Linked DNA regions of Siniperca chuatsi: region 1 is linked to region 2. Evidence: chromatin contacts called from public Hi-C data. All regions are on one chromosome and are shown on one strand. The core of a region is the stretch at or near the end of the contact, and the rest is flanking DNA. Distances in the headings are between cores, read along the strand shown.

Evidence for each region. Hi-C and Micro-C count contacts between places; a contact is called where the count stands out from the background.
Region 1: a contact with region 2 is called in a Hi-C map of liver, with 2.5 times the contacts expected there. The contact joins the promoter of zdhhc13 here to the promoter of LOC122887534 in region 2. A contact is called at or near these places in 3 of 3 Hi-C or Micro-C datasets (liver, skeletal muscle and an unstated tissue).

Annotation. Positions count from the first base shown.
Region 1 is chrLG1:5,111,696-5,115,428 of ASM2008510v1, reverse strand. It overlaps zdhhc13 (putative palmitoyltransferase ZDHHC13), which reads right to left and starts at 1,428. Exons shown (of 17, transcript XM_044222166.1): 1 at 1,292-1,428.
Region 2 is chrLG1:4,940,870-4,944,370 of ASM2008510v1, reverse strand. It overlaps LOC122887534 (immunoglobulin superfamily containing leucine-rich repeat protein 2-like), which reads left to right and starts at 1,510. Exons shown (of 2, transcript XM_044220883.1): 1 at 1,510-1,799; 2 at 3,406-3,501. The coding sequence starts at 3,415.

The DNA of each region.
Region 1 (3,733 bases), core at 179-2,678, 170 kb before region 2:
TCGAATGAGGAAAAACTCCTCAAAAAACAACCATTTTAACAGGGAAAATGGAAGAAACCTCAAGAAGAGCAGGAGAGGAGGGATCCTTCTCCCAGGACGAACTGACATAGATGTCGTGTGTGCAGAATAGACCAACATAATAAAATTACAGTATGGACAATCATGATGAAAAAGTTATGAATAGACTGTAACATGAAGAATGGATCCAGGAGGTTGTCGAGCAACTTCAGGTGTCACCAAATAGATCGGATCTGAGCCACACGATCTCGTCTCCACCATGGAGAGGACAGACTACACAAACACACAAGACCCAAAACTCAAGCATGCCATTAACACAGGCAGGAGAAAGGACACACACAGAGGGACAGAGAGAGACAAGAGGAGAGGCTGAATCTCCTGGAGGACAACGATCCAGATCCAAAACATCTGGAGAGAGGCACCGACAGCAAAGAGTCCCAGTTTCTAGCTAATTACTGTATATCTATTCTTAGCTATTGCGTTATATACCAAATACTCTTTTTGTACCAAATACTCTCTTTTATGAGGCTCAGATGAATGGTGCCGCTGTTCAAATAAGAGTTAAAACCTAAACCCAATTCAGTGTCTTATTTCATTAGAATTTTAACACAGTATTTCCCCAAAAATATGTAATTTTATTCTGAAATGATAAACTCTAAATATAGCCCTCTTCTGTGTGACATAGTTTACTTCCCAAATTACCATACTACTATGGAGTGGAAATAAACCAATGAGCTTTGGCCTCAATCAGATCTTGCACTTCCAGGTGAGTAGCAGTAGATGGTGCCATCATTCAATCCATGACCAGAAGGCTTGCTGTCTGCCAGGCTGCAGATCCATTAATCAGTTGTGTCTCTATGCAGACATGATCGTGCACAAGTTAATTTAGTTATTACTCTGGGGTGTAACAAATAAATAATATCTTCACACTTGCTTGAGATAGATAATCCATCACAGTGAACATCAAATCTGCTTTAATTGTCGTAAAAGATATGTTGTTGTTTCATGGCGATGCAGACTGATTTGAAAAGTCTGCACTGTGTCTCCACGCAGTTTTAAGCCTCTAAAACCTAATTTCCATACCATACATGACTGAAAGAAAACACCTGCCTGAAAGGAAAAAAATAAACATAAAAAAATGCTCTGGTAAGCTTTGTAGTAAAACATACAAAAACGCTGGTGTAGTCTAAAAGACAGCTGTGCAAACATACAAGTAAAACATGTCCATGTTTTAGTGTGTGTGCTGCTTTGTTTGCCAAGGTGACATACTTACACAGACAGTTCATCTTGGTGGATGAGCCTTCCCTCAGTTGGCCTGCCCAAGGTTTGTTGTTATTGGATTCTCTGAACACGAGCACTCTCCTTTTCAGGAACACCCTACTCACGCTCACACACATTCACACCTGGAAGCTGTCAAGCACAACTGCAGTCTGATCGGCTGGTCGCTGAGCATCTCCGCTGGAGCAGCTGGGGGTTAAGGGCCTTGCTTGAGGGCACCTCAGCAGTGATAATCAGGATTTATCCCGCCGGCCAAGGAACCAAATTGGCAACCTTTCGTTCACAAGTTGAAATATACACATAAGTTCGAACCAAAAGATTTGGAGGACCAAACCCTGAGGTTTTCATGCATCTTATTGTGGGTGTATTGATAGATCAATTGTACAAAATACAAAAATGAACATGTATATGTAATGTGCATGTAATGTGCATAAGATTTTCTTGGGAGTTTTTCCTTGTGAGAGCGGGTGTGCGCTTGTTGTAGCTTGATAACTTTGACTTTTTGCTGTGGGCTGTTTGTCTAAACATGGTGTTTCAGGTTGCTTTGTGATTGATTGTTAATTAATTAGAGCTTGTCATATTTTTTCTGTTTTTCTCCTCTTTATAAAGTCTTCTGAGACATGCCAAAAAACAAATACTTCATCTGTCAAGTGCTGGTTTTTATGTTTCATTTTAATGAAATAAAAGTCAGCTTTTGACACTTCTGTGCCACTCTGATTATTCATATTTGGATCTTTTTTTAATGTTTTAATTTATACATGCGGCTAAGATACTAGAGACTAACTTGAGTGCATGTACCAAATCTGTGGGTGTGTGTGTCGGCCAAACACAAAGCAGAAGTAATTGAGCTGTCGGGGGAAGTCATAACAGTGAAGACGACTAAGGGTCAAGATTACGTTTGCATGAGACGTGAGAGTAGAAGCAAAATGAAAAGTAATTACAGTATTTTTATTTAAGGGAAAGGAGAAGTGTACATTGTCATCTACACATATTCAGCCTTTACCTTTGGTATGAGACCGTATTCTTCAACGAGCAGACACTGGGGTCATTAAAAACAGAGTGATTAAGGAAGCAGGGCCATCCAATGAAAACATGTAGAGGATGTGTGTTTAACAGCTGATAGAGCAGCACAGCGGAGCTGTATGAGCGGACTTTGCTTCCATTAAAGCCTTTGTGGAATTTAATAATGCTGATGTTGTGTGAAAACCTCATAACTCCAACTGTTTTTGGAAACATCAAGTTGGCCTTTTGAGACTCTTTCAGACCATTTATGAACAAATTAATTCCTGAATAGCATTTCAAATGACATTTTGGGGATGCATAGTATGATATCTTTGAATGGGGAGTGTGAAATTCTCATTTATCTTCCCACTGACAGACTTCCTGCAGTTGTAGAAAGATCATCACATATATGAAAATACTGTACTTGATATAAATATCTTGAAGCTGCATTTATTGATATTCTGGTCACGATGGGGGAAGCAAGTACAAAAAGGGTTTGCACACCCAAATCAATTAGATTGTTCCATTAATTCAGTTTTCAATGTCAGAATTCAGCACAGGGGAAAATACAGATGTTTCAACAATGCCTTCTTCAGAGTGCAATAGTCCACCAGTTTCATGGTTGAGTCCTTTTAACTGTCATCAATCAACTTATTACCAACAGGTGCACCAGGTGGTGCAGCAGGTCTGGTGTCCTCAGACCTGCTGCACTGCAAAACCTCAGAGAGCCCCTTCCCAACATTAAATCCCACAAGTCCATCAACCAAAAATAAAACTACACATGCATTCACAAATCTTGTGAGCCATATGGGCTATTCTACAACAGTTTCCAACTAATATGGACAACAACAAAAAAACACAACTACATAATGAACAGATATTTCTGTGGGACACTACAATGAAAATGGAAAAGGAGGCAGATCAAATTACTCATTTAAATTGGCTGAAGACATGACATTAAATGTGAAAATCCAAGCTTCACGTTGAAGTAGTCTTTCTAGATTACCAACTCTATGTGGTTGGACCACTTTTTTCTAAACCAACACACTTGAGTTAGGAAACAAAGCTGATAACACAAAACCGGACAAACCTGTTATGGCTAACATGTTAGCAAACGACTGCCCATTTACTCGGCAAACACAGGGAAACATTAGCATCCCATTGGAGTGGTGTTTGTGTCCACCTGATGAATGTAAGCATTATTCACTTTCCTTTTTAGCTCTGGTTTCATTTCAACCAACTCCTGAGAAAAATATCTGTCTGTCTGTCTGCTGATCGGTGGTGTGCAGGTAATGTAAAGTGGGTTTATCTGAGTTTTTTTTTTTTATGAAAACAGCTGCCTGCCGCTGCTGGAAATTGGAGTGATGAGAGCAGTGAGACTGAACCTTACAGAAAATGTGCCGTAAAACAAAAACAATGAGCTAAAAGAGGCTAA
Region 2 (3,501 bases), core at 261-2,760:
CAACTCGAGTCCACCGCTACACTCACATGACATACTCCTCTCACTGCAACACATATCCAACGCACCCTTTTAATCGAGGTGATGCACCGAAGCCGTCAGGGCTCTGCTCACTCTTCTGCTGCATGCCTGCTGCCACATCACTCACCTCAAAGACCAAAGACTACAAACTTTGTGACAAAAAGTATTACAAACTGAGAGTATGTGAATCAGTCAAGGATGGTCCATTGGTTGTATTATGGGAAATGTAGGATCCAGCGTTTTTGGAGCTTGACCCATTCTCGGGACTAAAAGTCAGGATATCTCATCAATTTTGACCATTCTTTTGTTTAACCTGTCTCTTGTGAGTCCCCCAACTATGTAGAAGTGCAAAACTGAATCACTGTAATAACCCTTTAATATTAAAATACTGATTAATGGAGCTTGAAAAGAAACACTTCACTTGGTCTACATGGATAGTTGAAGGCAAATAATGTAATCGTTAATTTTATCGGTATGCATAAGTAACTCTGATGAAGGCTTCAAGCCGAAACATGTCAGCGGACTTGATTGCAAATAAACTTACCAAAAAGATCAACACATGCAGTGATTCTTTTACTGTTCTCCTGACTTTGTTTTTGGGGAAATACAGACACAATACAGACATTGTCTGTTATTTTTTTGAGGCAGAGCACCCAACTGAACTAGGAGAAGCGCACCTGTTTCCTCTTATGAATCAAATTATGAACTTTTTAACAAGAATCAAGAGTATCTTTTATCCTCAGGTTTTCTCTTAATTGTTTTTAATTCTTCTTAATTAGGCTTTTATTTGAACTTAGGATACTTTTATATTACGGTTTGTCTTTACTTAAAAGAGCACTTTACTGATTTAGCATAGCACTCCTATAACATTGCAGGACTCACGAACAGTTTCGATGCAGCAGAATCAGAGATATCGTCTTTTTTTCCCACCACACATTCTTCTTCCGTCTCAAAATCTTGCGCCTGCATTACCCACAATGCAACTTGACCACCGACAGTTCGATTGGTGATTCGGGTGTGTTGTGCTAGTAGCAGCAGAGATGAGCAGCGGGCTACAGAGGTCTGGTAAGCGCTCTTCTTTCTAACTTGACACCCCCCAGATTTTTTTCATTTTCAAACTCTGCAGCCCCAACTGATGCTGACTCAAGTGATGTCACTCAAGTCAATTCATCCGATTTCACACAGCTGCCTCTGGAGACACAAAAGGCTTTGTACAACTTCTTTTTTGTCCACATATGCAGTAGTACTCCCCAACACCTGTAAACAGACTTCGATGTGTAAAATCGGTGGAGTTCCCCTTTAAGTTTCATGTCACTTGGTATTTTTACTCTTTGTAATCCTTGTTACTGTTGTGTTGTTATTTATATAACTCTGTAATTTTAAAATGTGCTATCCAAAACAAGATTGTTAGTAGCCTGTTGTTATTAAGTGCCGTATATAAAGCGACAGTCGCCATGTCCTGTAAACAGTGACGGTCATGATGAAGGTCGTTTCCCCTTTAAAATGTTTTGGAAACGTCGATGCTGTTCTGTCCAGAGCTGTGAGGAGGGGGGAGGAAGGGGGAGGGGGCCGGGAGATAACTCAGTGTGACATATAGGCTTTTCACAGGCAGGAGAAACCCCGCAGAGGTCACACGCGCGTTTTCACCATGTAGAAGCAGACAGACGGACTGACTCAGCTTCATCTTCAAACTTCAACACAACACGCACCCTGGGCTGCTGTGACTGCAAACACCGACTGACGTATTCTATTTCTCCACAGACACAAGATAAAAAACGCAGGTAAGCTTGTCACCCAGTTTCAGGCTACTAACGCAGAGGTGAGGGATCCTCTTTCCTCCCCGCATCAATGTTTCATGTGCGACCCTGCGTCGAGGTCTTTTTTGCAGAGATGAACTTTGATCTTGCAGAGTCAGATTGCATTTACAGTCGTGATGTTTGTGTCATAGCTAGATGAGAGAGCGGATTCCAGCGGTTTGCATGCCACGCTGCAGATCAGATCGCTGTAAACAAACGGAGCAGACGTGCGGCTGCCTTTCAGCACCAAGGACAGAGCCCCGGAGGCTGCTGCGTAGTTTGAAACCAAAAGCTCCTGCTGATGACTCAACACACAGCTTTACTGTCTCCTCTTTGAATTAAACATGGACTAATGTCAGCTTAGAGCTTTTTCAAAGCTTCAGGGCAAGAATCGAGGCTTAGGATGAGCTGTGAGATTGCCTGTGCACCATTTTTTTTTCTGTTTTCCCAGACACCACAGGGGTTTCTTGTCTCACAATATAGCTTACATAGCTGTCTTGTCACTACTGCCAGTCAGAGAATTTTGATAAGAATCAAAATGTCATTTTATCAACAGAATGAATGGTGTGAGGATGAGCTATTAAATATATGACATATATAAGTCAAGTCAGTTTTATTTATGTAGCTCAAAATCACAAATTTGCCTCAATGGGCTTTAGAATCAGTACAGCAGCCATTTCTATCCTTAGACCCCTCCAGGTATGGAAGAACTCCCCAAAAACACCCTTTAATTGAAAAAAAAGGAAGAAACCTCTAGAAGTGCAACAGAGGAGGGATCCCTCTTCCAGGACAGACAGACATGCAATACATGTCATGTGTACAGAGTAAACCAAAACACCAAAATCACAATTTGGAAATCAGGATGACAATATTATGTAGATAGATGCAAACATCTTCCAGTAACTTCCAGGTGCCGCCAAACAGACAAAAACCTACGGCTGGAGAAATTTTGGCTCCTCTGAGTAGTTTTTGGGTGTAATAGAATTTCTGACACTTTGACTGACAAATGGTTTTACAAAGGAGGCCTCAGGCCCGGTGATTATGTTGTTTTGGGTTATGGGGAACCAGATGTCCCAACCATAAGATTAGATGTACCGCAGAAGGCTCTGTGCTACTGCTACTGATAACTAGGAACAGAGACAGTCTTTTCTTGTCTCATCTTTCTACTGATTTATGACAGCTGATGTAACGTTTTGCTATTAGAGGTGTACTTTTTAGGAAGTAAGCTAAGTGTTCGGGTAGTGGTGCACATGAGTACATGCTGGTCCAATGCTTCTCTGTTGTCAGATCTATGTTTGTAATAAATCCATATATCCATCAGTCTGAGAACTAAGTTGGAGATTCTCTAAATACTGTGAAATGTGTGAGTATGAAAAGTCTGTTGAAAGGATTCATTTTTGGCTTCATCTTCTGGAAAAGTTGAACTATCTCAGTCTTTGCTTTGGTGCTTCATTTTCTTACTGCCCTTTCTTTAAAATTGCTATTCTTTTACTCTTGTGTACTGTAATCATTTTGCATTACTGTAAATATATGCCAAATAAATCAAGTTTAATCTATTGATTGATAGATGGACTGTGACACTGTTTTACAGGAGCAGAAAATGGCAGCCACAGATATCCTTTACTTCACTTTGTGGATCGCCACAGTCTTCACCACCGGACTCGGATGCCCTGAGCTCTGTACCTGC